Linked DNA regions of Oryzias latipes: region 1 is linked to region 2. Evidence: chromatin contacts called from public Hi-C data. All regions are on one chromosome and are shown on one strand. The core of a region is the stretch at or near the end of the contact, and the rest is flanking DNA. Distances in the headings are between cores, read along the strand shown.

Region 1 (5,260 bases), core at 498-2,997, 37 kb after region 2:
GGTCAGAGCGGCGTTGGCAGCAGGATCGTGAGAAACAGGGGGGCGACACCCAAATGTCATCACAGCTGCAAAACTGCTGAGCATAAAATACAAATTACAGAAATATGCACCCTGAGGCCTCCCAAAAATGAAAACAGAGGCACATTTGAGTGGCTTTAGTCCATCTGAGCAGAGGAGTTGATGCTTTCCTTGTATGCTGACGGAGTCTTTGCTGATTCACAGCAGACTTACGGCTTGACTTCTGCCAAGTTTCTGTTTATCAGGGCTGTCTCATAAAGTACAAGTATGTGACGTTTAAACTGAGCAAGACCTTGGGGGAGTAAGACATAATAATTATAGACAGAAAATCATTTAAGCTTGAAATTATATTATTTCCTCAACTTTTTTTCCTCTTTTGTTATAACAAATTAGAATCACATTTGGTAGAACATAATACTGAGATTCGCAGTTAAGGTCTTCTGAACAAATTTTAGGTCCATGCAAAAAATCCAGGAAGTGCTTCATTACTAAAACTTGATTTTTACAGTAAATTATATAAATAATTTAAATACAGAAAAAATAAATGTGTTAATGACAGGAATTTAAGTATATCTGTGTTGCAATTAAAACAGTCTGTCTACAAGTGGATTCATTAGAATGGAGCAGAGCAGAGAACTTGTGTCCTGCTGATTTTAGATTTTGTGTATCCACTCCAAGCTTTTTCAAATAGCAATTTCTTTTTGCTCCTGTGTCACAACGATTTGAATAAAGAAATACTCAAACTCAACTTTAATCTTAAATTTCTTTATATACACTGACCAAAAATATAAACGCAACACTTTTGTTATTGCTCCCATTTCAGAGTGGCCTTTTCTTGTGGCCAGTCTAAGGCACACCTGTGCAATAATCATGCTGTCTAATCAGCATCTTGATATGGCACACCTGTGAGGTAGGATGGATTGTCTTGGCAAAGGAGAAGTGCTCACTATCACAGATTTAGACAGATTTGTGAACAATATTTCAGAGGACTGGTTATTTTGTGTATGTGGAAAATGTTTCACATCTTTGAGTTCATACCACAAAAAATGGGAGCAATAACAAAAGTGTTGCGTTTATAATTTTGGTGAGTGTTTATCTGCTCCATCATGAGAAAATGCCACAAGAGCATGTTAAAAACACCAAAAAAACAATTTTCATTGGAGTGGGTCTTTAATGAATAAATTGTACTTGTTTTCATATGCTAGAGTACTTCTTTTGTAGAGCGTTCAGAGCTCATCTAGTTGCATCAAAAGGTTAGTTATAGGTTATTCATATCATGAAACTGATGAGACACATGTGTGTGTATTTATCCATAAACAGGTCTCTGGGCATATTTGTGTATGTTGGTGTACAATAGTAACACAGTACAGGTTGGTGTTTGTTTGTGTTTGAGAAAGAAGCTGGGAAAGTTTGAGACACAGTAGCCGAGTGGGTGGTGGTAGATTTGTGGTTTGGTTGAGTCGGGGGTGTTACACTCGTGTGAGCTTAAGGAGGTAGATGAAGCAAAGGGCTGAACAGAAAGGGAGTGAGAGCTTGTGCTTGTGCCTTTCAAGGTGTGTTATTTGTTCAAGGCTGTCCAAACATTTACAGAGCGCTGGCAGTCCTGGAATGCAGAGGCAGGGCCCAGACCGAAAGCAGCAGCCGTGGGAAACTGCTGCTCTCCTCAACCTCTGCAGGCTTGTTCCCCCTCAGGCAGAGTGTCAACACAGACAGTGCCAAAGATGTGTGGGCCTGATAGTGACATGACTTGTCAGCAGCAGCAGACACACACACACACACACACACACACACACACCACACACGTGCAGTGCAAGCAGGCGCACAGCCCGGCTCACTGCCTCGCTTGCAGACTGACACACATTAACTAACCGAGGTGAGGTAGAAGCTGCCCACACACACACAAATATAAGTCTCTTGCTGCTGTGAAAGACACACAAAGAGCTCTGTGTTCTGCTCAATCTGTAGATTCAATAAGACACATTTTTAGCCAAACTGCCCTTGATCTTGTATTTTGTTTTGCAAGTCCACTAATGTAGCAGAAATGTCATTATGAATCTATTTTACTACATTGTTTTTTTAATATAAGGGAATTGGGCAAATTACATTTCCATTACTTTAGAGTATTAGTAGCTTGCCCTTTAACCAGATTTTCACTTCTTTCATACACACAGGATATCAAAACAATCATCAAGCTAGAAGGTGAGCAAAATGGAAGATGTTAAACCTTCCACTTTGTGCTTATTTTTTTTGATTGCACTAAAGTGACTGAGGGGGAACCTGCTGGTGCCAAGCATGGGAACCAGGCATTCTAGAGAGCCACACTAGGAAGTCAGCTTTCACAGTGCACCGCTGAAGCCATATCTTGTGATAAGAGTTGAGTTCAGAATGCTGGCCGCAAGTCCATGACACGCACGGGTGCAGACCAAGTTCACGCGTACCTCAGTCCACCTGTTCTCCACTCAGTCACAAACCTCAGCTGAGATAATGTGTGACTGACACATTGAACTTCACACCGTGTTTACCTATTTCCAACTCAAAATATAGCCATATATGTTTGCAAATAATAATTTAAATATAAAAGTCCAACAAGTTTTTAAAGTGTTCTTGCAGCTTTTTTCTATTGATGGAGGACATGTTTAAACAAAATCAAGGTGGAAATTGCATTTCTGTGTATGTCTTGAATCAAATCGTTGTGAATCAGGAGCAAATGAAAAACTACCATTTGAAAAGACTTTTGGATGTGGCCTTACAACTTACAACGGCAGAGCTACATGCTCTCTGCTCTGCTCTGTTCTAATGCATCCAGACAAATAAATCCCTACACGTCTTTGTTTTCCTTGTCCGAGCTGACATCTGGCTCAAAACTGTACGACTGGATAGCTCCAATATTGTTGGATGTTTATGTTGCACCGTTAATGTTAGTTTGGGGTTGTGAGGGATGTAAGCTAGCAAGAGACCGTGTAAACAAAGACAGGATGGGAAATAGGGACAGGGCTTCTCTGCCCCAACAGTCCTGTCTACAATTCAGAGCCAAAGTTCTAAGGAATTCCTGCCGCTCTGCAGAAACTATGTCCACGAAAGCGACATAGGTTTTTTCATTTTAGCTAAGAATGGCATAATCATCATTAAAAGACATCTAAGAACCCTTTTACAATAGATCATTGATATAAAGTACAAAAACAACTCATAACTTAGGTGTATTCATTTTGCTGATCTTTTCGTAACACATTTATATAGAATTTTAGCAAAAAATCTTATAAATTTTAAACATCAAATCTCCTCTCAGTTAAATGTTTCTTCAATAACAACTTGTTTCTGTTTGAATGATGAATAACAAGTATAGCATGAGGATAAAGATGCCTGTAGACTAAATAAAGTAAAAAACCCTATGTTTAAAACTGTGGTTTGTTGTGAGGAAACCTTCCTTATTTGATTAAAGATGTTCATTTGCCTAAGCGCCGGCAGAATACCTGCTGTTGACACAGAACTTCGGGTTGGTGGGACAGCTGCCAAACAAAGAAACACAGCTACACACCTCAAATGAGTGATACCTGGAGTCTGAGCGTATGACAAATCTGAGAGAAACTTGCTCATCATGCTTTTCTTCAGAGAATGGCTCTTTGTCTTTATCTCTGGCACACAGTCGCTGCGTCTGCCCTGGAGCTACATACACCTGCCTCCAACGCTGCCGCAGAGTCATGTTTCAGCAATGAGGCAACGTCCCACCAATAAGCTGCGGTGAGAACAGTTGAAGAGTGTGGTGGGAACTCTCCTCCCATCTCTCCTCTCTCTACCTGAGAACCGAGGCAGCAACAGGGAGGGGCCGCCCCGCCGCCTGCCGTCTGAATGAACACCAAACAAAAACTTACCAACAGGTGAGTTACACGAGTCAGTGTTAGTTTTTCTTTTTTTTCTGTTTCTTTTCACCCCCTCTTATTATTTTTCATTCATGGCTGCCATCCTGCTTTGCATTTTGGCAGGACTATAAAAAAGGAAACACTAAAAAAAAAACATTCAAAGTGTGGGAACCTTTCCCTGTTCCTTTTTTCCCCTTCGATGAGCTTTTATCAACATTAACTCAGCTTACACAGGTATTTGTGCACCTGTGGTCCAGGATTAGAGGATCATCTTTTTTATTGTGTGCAGAAACAACTACAGTGAACATTTTTTTCCACCTTTTGGTCTGAAATCCTGTGCTGAACAGCTGTAAAAGCTTAGACTGTCAAAGCAAACTGTATTAAATCTTTTTTAAATCTTAGCACAATAAACGAGAAATTAAGGAAGTACCTATTAGTTCATTGTTGCGTAACTTTATGATGAAAAAATGATTGAAGGCTTAATGATATAGGCTGTTTGAAGAAGTTGTTAGAAATCTGAAAGAACCGGTTGTTTCCTCATTGTTATCTCAAGACATCCATTCCATTTGACATAAGAAGTAACACCCCAAAGAAAACGTTTGTGGAATTTGATGTTTGCTGTTCGCACTATGTAAATAATTTCCCTGTTTATTCTAAAGAAAATAATTGAATAAAGATAGATTCATCTGATTGTTTGACCTCTTGACTAAAATTAAAATTCAAAAATCTTTTTGGAATTTTTTTCTTTTAGCAGCTCCTCTCAGACTTTTGTTATCTGTATCCTCCTCACACCAACCACCCTCATGACCTCCTTCTCAACACCCCCTTTTTGATCTTCCTTAGGCCAGAGAAGGGCCAACCTTTTGATTTATGGGCCACAAAAGGTTGGACCAGGAGCAGATAATGACCGTCCGACTTGGAAAACACACCTCCAACACCTTCTCCTATCTTTTTTTTTACAGTGACATTGTCTCTGAACCACACAGAATTGGTGGTTTTACCACAGTCCTCTACCTAAAGACTGTAAATTTGATTTTCTTTTTTTGAAGATTTGAAAGGCAAAACAGTCAGTTCCAGTAACACATCAAGGTTTAGTGGATCGACGATGAAGAATCATAGACACTATTTAGGGCAAAACTAGAATAGATAACGGCACAAACATGTCTTAATAGGAATAGAACTTTAATTGATCTCACAACAGGGAAACTGATTTGTTACCATAACTCAAAATAACAAGGATAATAATAAAAACTGATAATCGATCATAAATAAGACATAAATACAATGAAATGAAACACATTGAGGTGTCCAGTGTCGGACAGCAGCCTAATAGTTCGTAGGAGGAATGATTGCAGTTTGTATCCTCCTTTGAACTACCACAGTCA
Region 2 (5,282 bases), core at 1,554-4,053:
ATAAAATACACAAGTAAAGAACCAAATCAACATAAATTTAAGTCAGCAAAGCATTTGTAAAGCAACGTTTTACTTCCAAGAACATCACCCATATACACAATTGTGTATATTTTTATGAGTAAACCATAATTGTCTGAAGCTTTCTGATTATAAGTTTCCAAAAAATACTGATGGAAACTGTTGTACTGTAAATAAAAAGCTTTTGTCTTTCTTGGCATAAAGTTAAATTCTTGTTATTTGTCCAGCTTTATAATTTAACAAATGGATAGAGCTAGTAGGACTTTATCTGTTTGATTTCCATAGATTTTGAGAAATAATGAGGTTTTTCTCTGTTCTTCTTGTAAAATCCTTGTAATTGTGCTGTTTAAAAATTGGTCAAATATAAATAGCTTCTATTTCAGTAAATTCTCCTTCATAATGAGCAGCAAAACTTTTGAGAAATGTTTCTTTTTAATTTTTTGATGTGTCACTGTTACAATTAAGCCTAAAAAACAATGATTATAGGTTTTACGAGGCAATGCAGAGATTTTTTTTATATAACAATGAGACCTTAATGCCTTTGTCACAGGTTTTACTTTATTATTTGCATAACTGTTTTTATTCAATAAATCATCTTGTCTCTTTTGTTTACAGATGCACTTTTCTTTGAGTTGAAGAAATGTATAATTTTTTGATTTACTTTTTAGTTTGTGTCAGAATAAGTGATGAGATATGCTTTTCAAAATGAAGTTACAGGCATCTCGTTCTGCTTCATCTTCGTTTGAGGGACAACGAAGGCGCCACCTTGTGGTCATTTATCAAAAAAGTGAGAAAAGAAAACCTTCACTGCTTGTTCATCTTTTTTTTTAGTTATTAGTTTAACCCTTGAGCTATCTTAGATGACCCCATCCTTACATTGACGTGTTCTCCCTACCATGACAAAGGTGGATAAAGGTGGAAAGATTTCATGTAATCCATGGACACCAGTGAGGTTCACAAATCATTGAAGAAAAAAGGTTCAGAGCACTGTCTAGTGGGTCTAGATGACCCAACTCCCAATGTTAAAGTGCCTAGGATAACACACGGGTTAAAATAGCAAACTGTAACTTTGTTACATTTGAAAGTGTAATGTAGAACTTACAGAACGGTTGCGTATGACAAAAAACAAATTAAAATGCTAAACATCTTTAAAAAAAAGGGTAGCTAAAGGCATCAACACACTTAGATAGAAACATAGCCTAATCTTGGTTAATTACAAAGATTGGGTTAAAATGATGACTAGAAATTATTGGCTGTTTAGATTTCCTGTATCTTTTTTGGTTCCTAATTTTATTTTGTAATTTTGGTCATCAAGAAATGTGTATTATGCTCTTTGTACCGCCATATGATGTAATGTTATGCCATTATCCTCTGCGACAGATTGTATGTTAGTGTTGTGATATGTTCAATAAAAAACACAACAAATTGACACACTTTGGGGAGGCGGACTTTTACACTAGGTGGCGCCGTTTCCCCCCTTTTCACTATTGTTTACACAAGTTCAGTTTAATGGTTTCTATTTTTTTTAATGTTTCTTTATTTCGTTAAGGCAGCTTTTTGGTCTTTCCCCCTCACTACATAAACAATAATGGATTCATCCAGGGTGCGTTACTTCTAACTTTGAATTATTCTGATATTTCATCAAAATTATCTGTTTTTTCTGTGTAAAATAGCCAAAAGAAAAACTTTATATTAAATTTAAAAAGTTAAAAAGTGTAAATCGGCTGCAGAGATCCATACCTACTAGAAAATGTGTTCATTTCATGGTTTAAAGATTTTTCCTTCTTGCGATCATTCTAGTGCGCAAATTGTAATCTGCAAGTTTTGGCACGTGCTCGCTGCAGACTGGAGGACACTGGACGCGAATGGCACGCGGACAGATGTGCACCCCCCTCATCCCTTCTTGTTTGAGCAGCTCCCGCTTTCGGATGATTGACAGCGGGTTGGCGGCGCAGCCAATCCCAGCGCGCGGTGGAGCATTTGCATAAAGTGGCTGCATGCCATTGGCTTGGTGCGTGCCGTTGCGCGCCGCCTCGCGTGCCGTGACAGCTGTCTCCTCCTCTGAGGACCAAGACAAGACGAGTCTTAAAATAGATCAAAACGTGGGTTTGCGCTAGTCTAAGGATTCTGTGAATTTCTATATCTGATTCTTTGCAGAACATGTCACACAAGAGGTGAAATGATTAAACATTTCAGAGAGATAAAGTCATTTACGCGCAGATTTCATCGTTTTATTGAAAGAAGAATCTAGCTGCATGGTTCTCGTGCACGAACACACACATATTACAGGGTTTTCGTGGAAAAATGTAAAAAATTAGGAAGCACGGGTCTTGGAATTCCCAGTTTTATCACTTAACAGCCCGACGTGGCCGGGCTCGGTCGCCGCGCGCTCAGCTTTGTTGTTTGTCCCTGCAGGGCTGATTGAGCAGCGCGTGACTGACGGCCCGCGAGGGTGTTGTCCAATCAGCTGCCTGCCCCGCGCCCAAAGGGTGAGGCCTGCCTGCCATTGGCTGAAGCGAGTGTGGGAAAGAATGCAGAGAGGGTTTCACACGAACTGGGAGCACGCGAGGCGTCTATAAGAACCGCAGCGGCGTGTGTCGGCGGCAGATGTGGAGAGCTGCTGTGCGCGGTGAGGTGCGCGCTCCCGTCCTCACATGACAGCACAGTGATAGCCAGACGGAGGAAGACGACTCTCCTTGCTCTGCAGTGATTTGCTTTGCCCCGCGCTTCCGCAGAGGATTTAATTCTTTACGTCTTTTAATTTTTCTACCTGCGTGGATCAATAATGCCGGCTGACTCCATGGAAAAGCAGACGGCATCTCCGATTGCTGGAGCGCCCGCGAACGGATCACACACACCGGACAAACCCAAGAATGCCAGCGAGCATCGAAAAGTAAGGACTTACAAGTTTTTTCTGATGATTTCTATTTATTTCCAAGGTATCCACCATATATTTATGTTTTCTTTTTTCCCCCTCCCAGTCTTCCAAACCCATCATGGAAAAACGCCGGAGAGCGAGAATCAACGAAAGTTTGGGACAGCTGAAGACTCTTATCTTAGACGCACTTAAGAAAGATGTACGTTAAAAAGCAAACAACTCCAATCTGATCTTTCTTTGAGAGCAGTTCCAAAGTTCCTGGATTTAACTGATGCTATCATCTCCCGCAGAGCTCCAGACACTCCAAGCTGGAAAAAGCAGACATCCTGGAGATGACTGTGAAGCACCTGAGGAACCTGCAGCGCGTGCAGATGAGCGGTAAGTTCTGCTCGGAATCGAATGATCTTCAGAAGCGACAGAAACGTCACTAAACGTCTCCTCTTTCGCCGTGTTTCCCGCCAGCAGCGCTCTCAGCTGACGCCTCGGTCCTGAGCAAATACAGAGCCGGATTCAACGAGTGCATGAACGAGGTCACCCGCTTCCTGTCCACCTCTGAGGGGGTGAACACGGAAGTCAGGTCGAGGCTCCTCAGCCACCTGTCCAGCTGCATGAGTCAGATGATGTCCATGAACTACCCCCAGCAGACTCCGTCCCAGCCGGCGCACCTGGCTCAGCCGCTCCACGTGCAGCTCCCGTCCTCTCTGCCCATCGGCGGCGCGGCCATGGCCTCCAAGCTCAGCCCCGCCGAAGCCGTGTCCCCCAAAGTCTTCGGCGGCTTCCAGCTCGTCCCTGCTCCCGATGGACAGTTCGCCTTTTTGATCCCTAACCCCGCCTTCGGCTCCGCCACGGCCCCGGTCATTCCCCTTTACACAAACGCGGGGGTGCCTGTCGCTGTCAACGCAAGCCCGGTGCACGGCAGCTCAGCGCCCACCGCCACGTCCCCGGTCCACGGCATGACCTCCTTCTCCGGGGGGTCACAGGCGGTCAGCCCGGTGGGGGTGAGCACCGGCTCAGAGAGCAGCGAGCCGGTGTGGCGGCCCTGGTAGCAGAAAGAGACTCAGAGGAATCTGTGCGTAAGGTGTCCACGTTTGGGACCGATGCGTTCAGCCGTTGCGGGGGGGAAGAACCCGCAACTTCTCCAGCAGCAGTTGTCCATGTTTCGTTGTATGGAACAGACTTTCGCCTTTATCTCCAACATTTGGGGGTCGGTGGTAAAGATGTAGATTAAAGATCAGCAGGAAACTTTTCTTATGAAGTACTTTTATGAAAAGGTTTAGTTTTGTACAGAGGTGGTATTGACTGTTAAACCAAAGCTGTGTTTTATATTCTGTATTGTTTTGCGTTGAAAAGAAAGTTTGGGGAAAAGCCCGTTCTTTGAATAAAACATACATTTTTTTAAATCCTTACTGCCTTGTTATGATTTTTAATGACTTTCTCAGCAACGCTAGAAAATAAACCCCAAGGTCCTTCTTTATCTACAGTTTGGCGGGAATTCCTCACATCTGCCTGCTCATTTGCTCCAAAAGGGGATGTGTTTTTATGATTGAAGTAAAGGTAATTAAAAGTTTGAAAGGGGTCTCATCCTGTATGCAGCGGGAGCTTTAAGAAGTCTTAAATCCTATTCATGAGCCTGGGAATTACGCGCAGGGGTTAATGTCACTAACAGATTTCCTCAGTGAAAGGAGAATATGGAAGGATCCTCGCTTTCCTTTGTGCATCAATTGTTCAGTTTCACTCCCAGCGGGCCTACAGCCCTATAAAAGGAGGGGACCTGCTCTTAAGCGCAACAGTCAGGGGGAAATATTGCAGGTCAGGGAAGATTCGGAACTTCATTAGGACTTTAAAAAGCCAAAGGGCCAATTTGTGCTGATAGGTATATTGATTTATGTGCAGATCTGTGTTAAAAAAGAGAAACCCTTCTGTTTGTTTTTTTAAATCCCTAAAGGTGTAAGCCCATCGGAACTGAGGGCAGGGTTCCTGCGTGCAGTCAGGCGGCTTTGCTCTGCCGTGTGTCAGAAGCTTCTGGCGCGCTTGGGGTCCCTGCGCTCCAGATTAGATTACAGGCTGGTGACCAGCGGTCAAAACGTCCTCCTTATATTTAATACTCCGCCAGCGCGTCCTCGGTGCGTAAATCGCTAATACAGCCGCAGATGAACAAACAAAAGACTTATTTCTTCGTGTATGGATATTATTTTATCATCCAACAGGGTTTTGAAAATAAATCACAAACAGTTTGGAAGTTTTTGTTATTCTTGAGAAGCGCTTGTGAGGGTTTTTAACCCTCGGGTTTATTCTACGGTTGGAACCGTTTCGTTAATTGAGGTATTTACCCTCTCACTTTCATCCAGCAGAGTGAGTGCCCTGCAGATGACACCGCCAGTAAATG

Evidence for each region. Hi-C and Micro-C count contacts between places; a contact is called where the count stands out from the background.
Region 1: a contact with region 2 is called in a Hi-C map of fibroblasts, with 1.7 times the contacts expected there. The contact joins the enhancer-like site here to the promoter of hes4 in region 2. A contact is called at or near these places in 2 of 5 Hi-C or Micro-C datasets (embryo and fibroblasts).

Annotation. Positions count from the first base shown.
Region 1 is chr7:10,128,209-10,133,468 of ASM223467v1, forward strand. No RefSeq gene overlaps it. Among protein-coding and RNA genes, the nearest start is that of perm1, 21 kb to the right of the region's middle. Within about 2 kb of position 1,748, at least 5 of the 8 cell types and tissues checked have an H3K27ac peak or open chromatin away from gene starts, as enhancers often do.
Region 2 is chr7:10,090,637-10,095,918 of ASM223467v1, forward strand. It overlaps hes4 (hes family bHLH transcription factor 4), which reads left to right and starts at 2,804. Exons shown (of 4, transcript NM_001104815.1): 1 at 2,804-2,911; 2 at 3,000-3,095; 3 at 3,187-3,274; 4 at 3,368-3,942. The coding sequence starts at 2,804. The coding sequence ends at 3,942.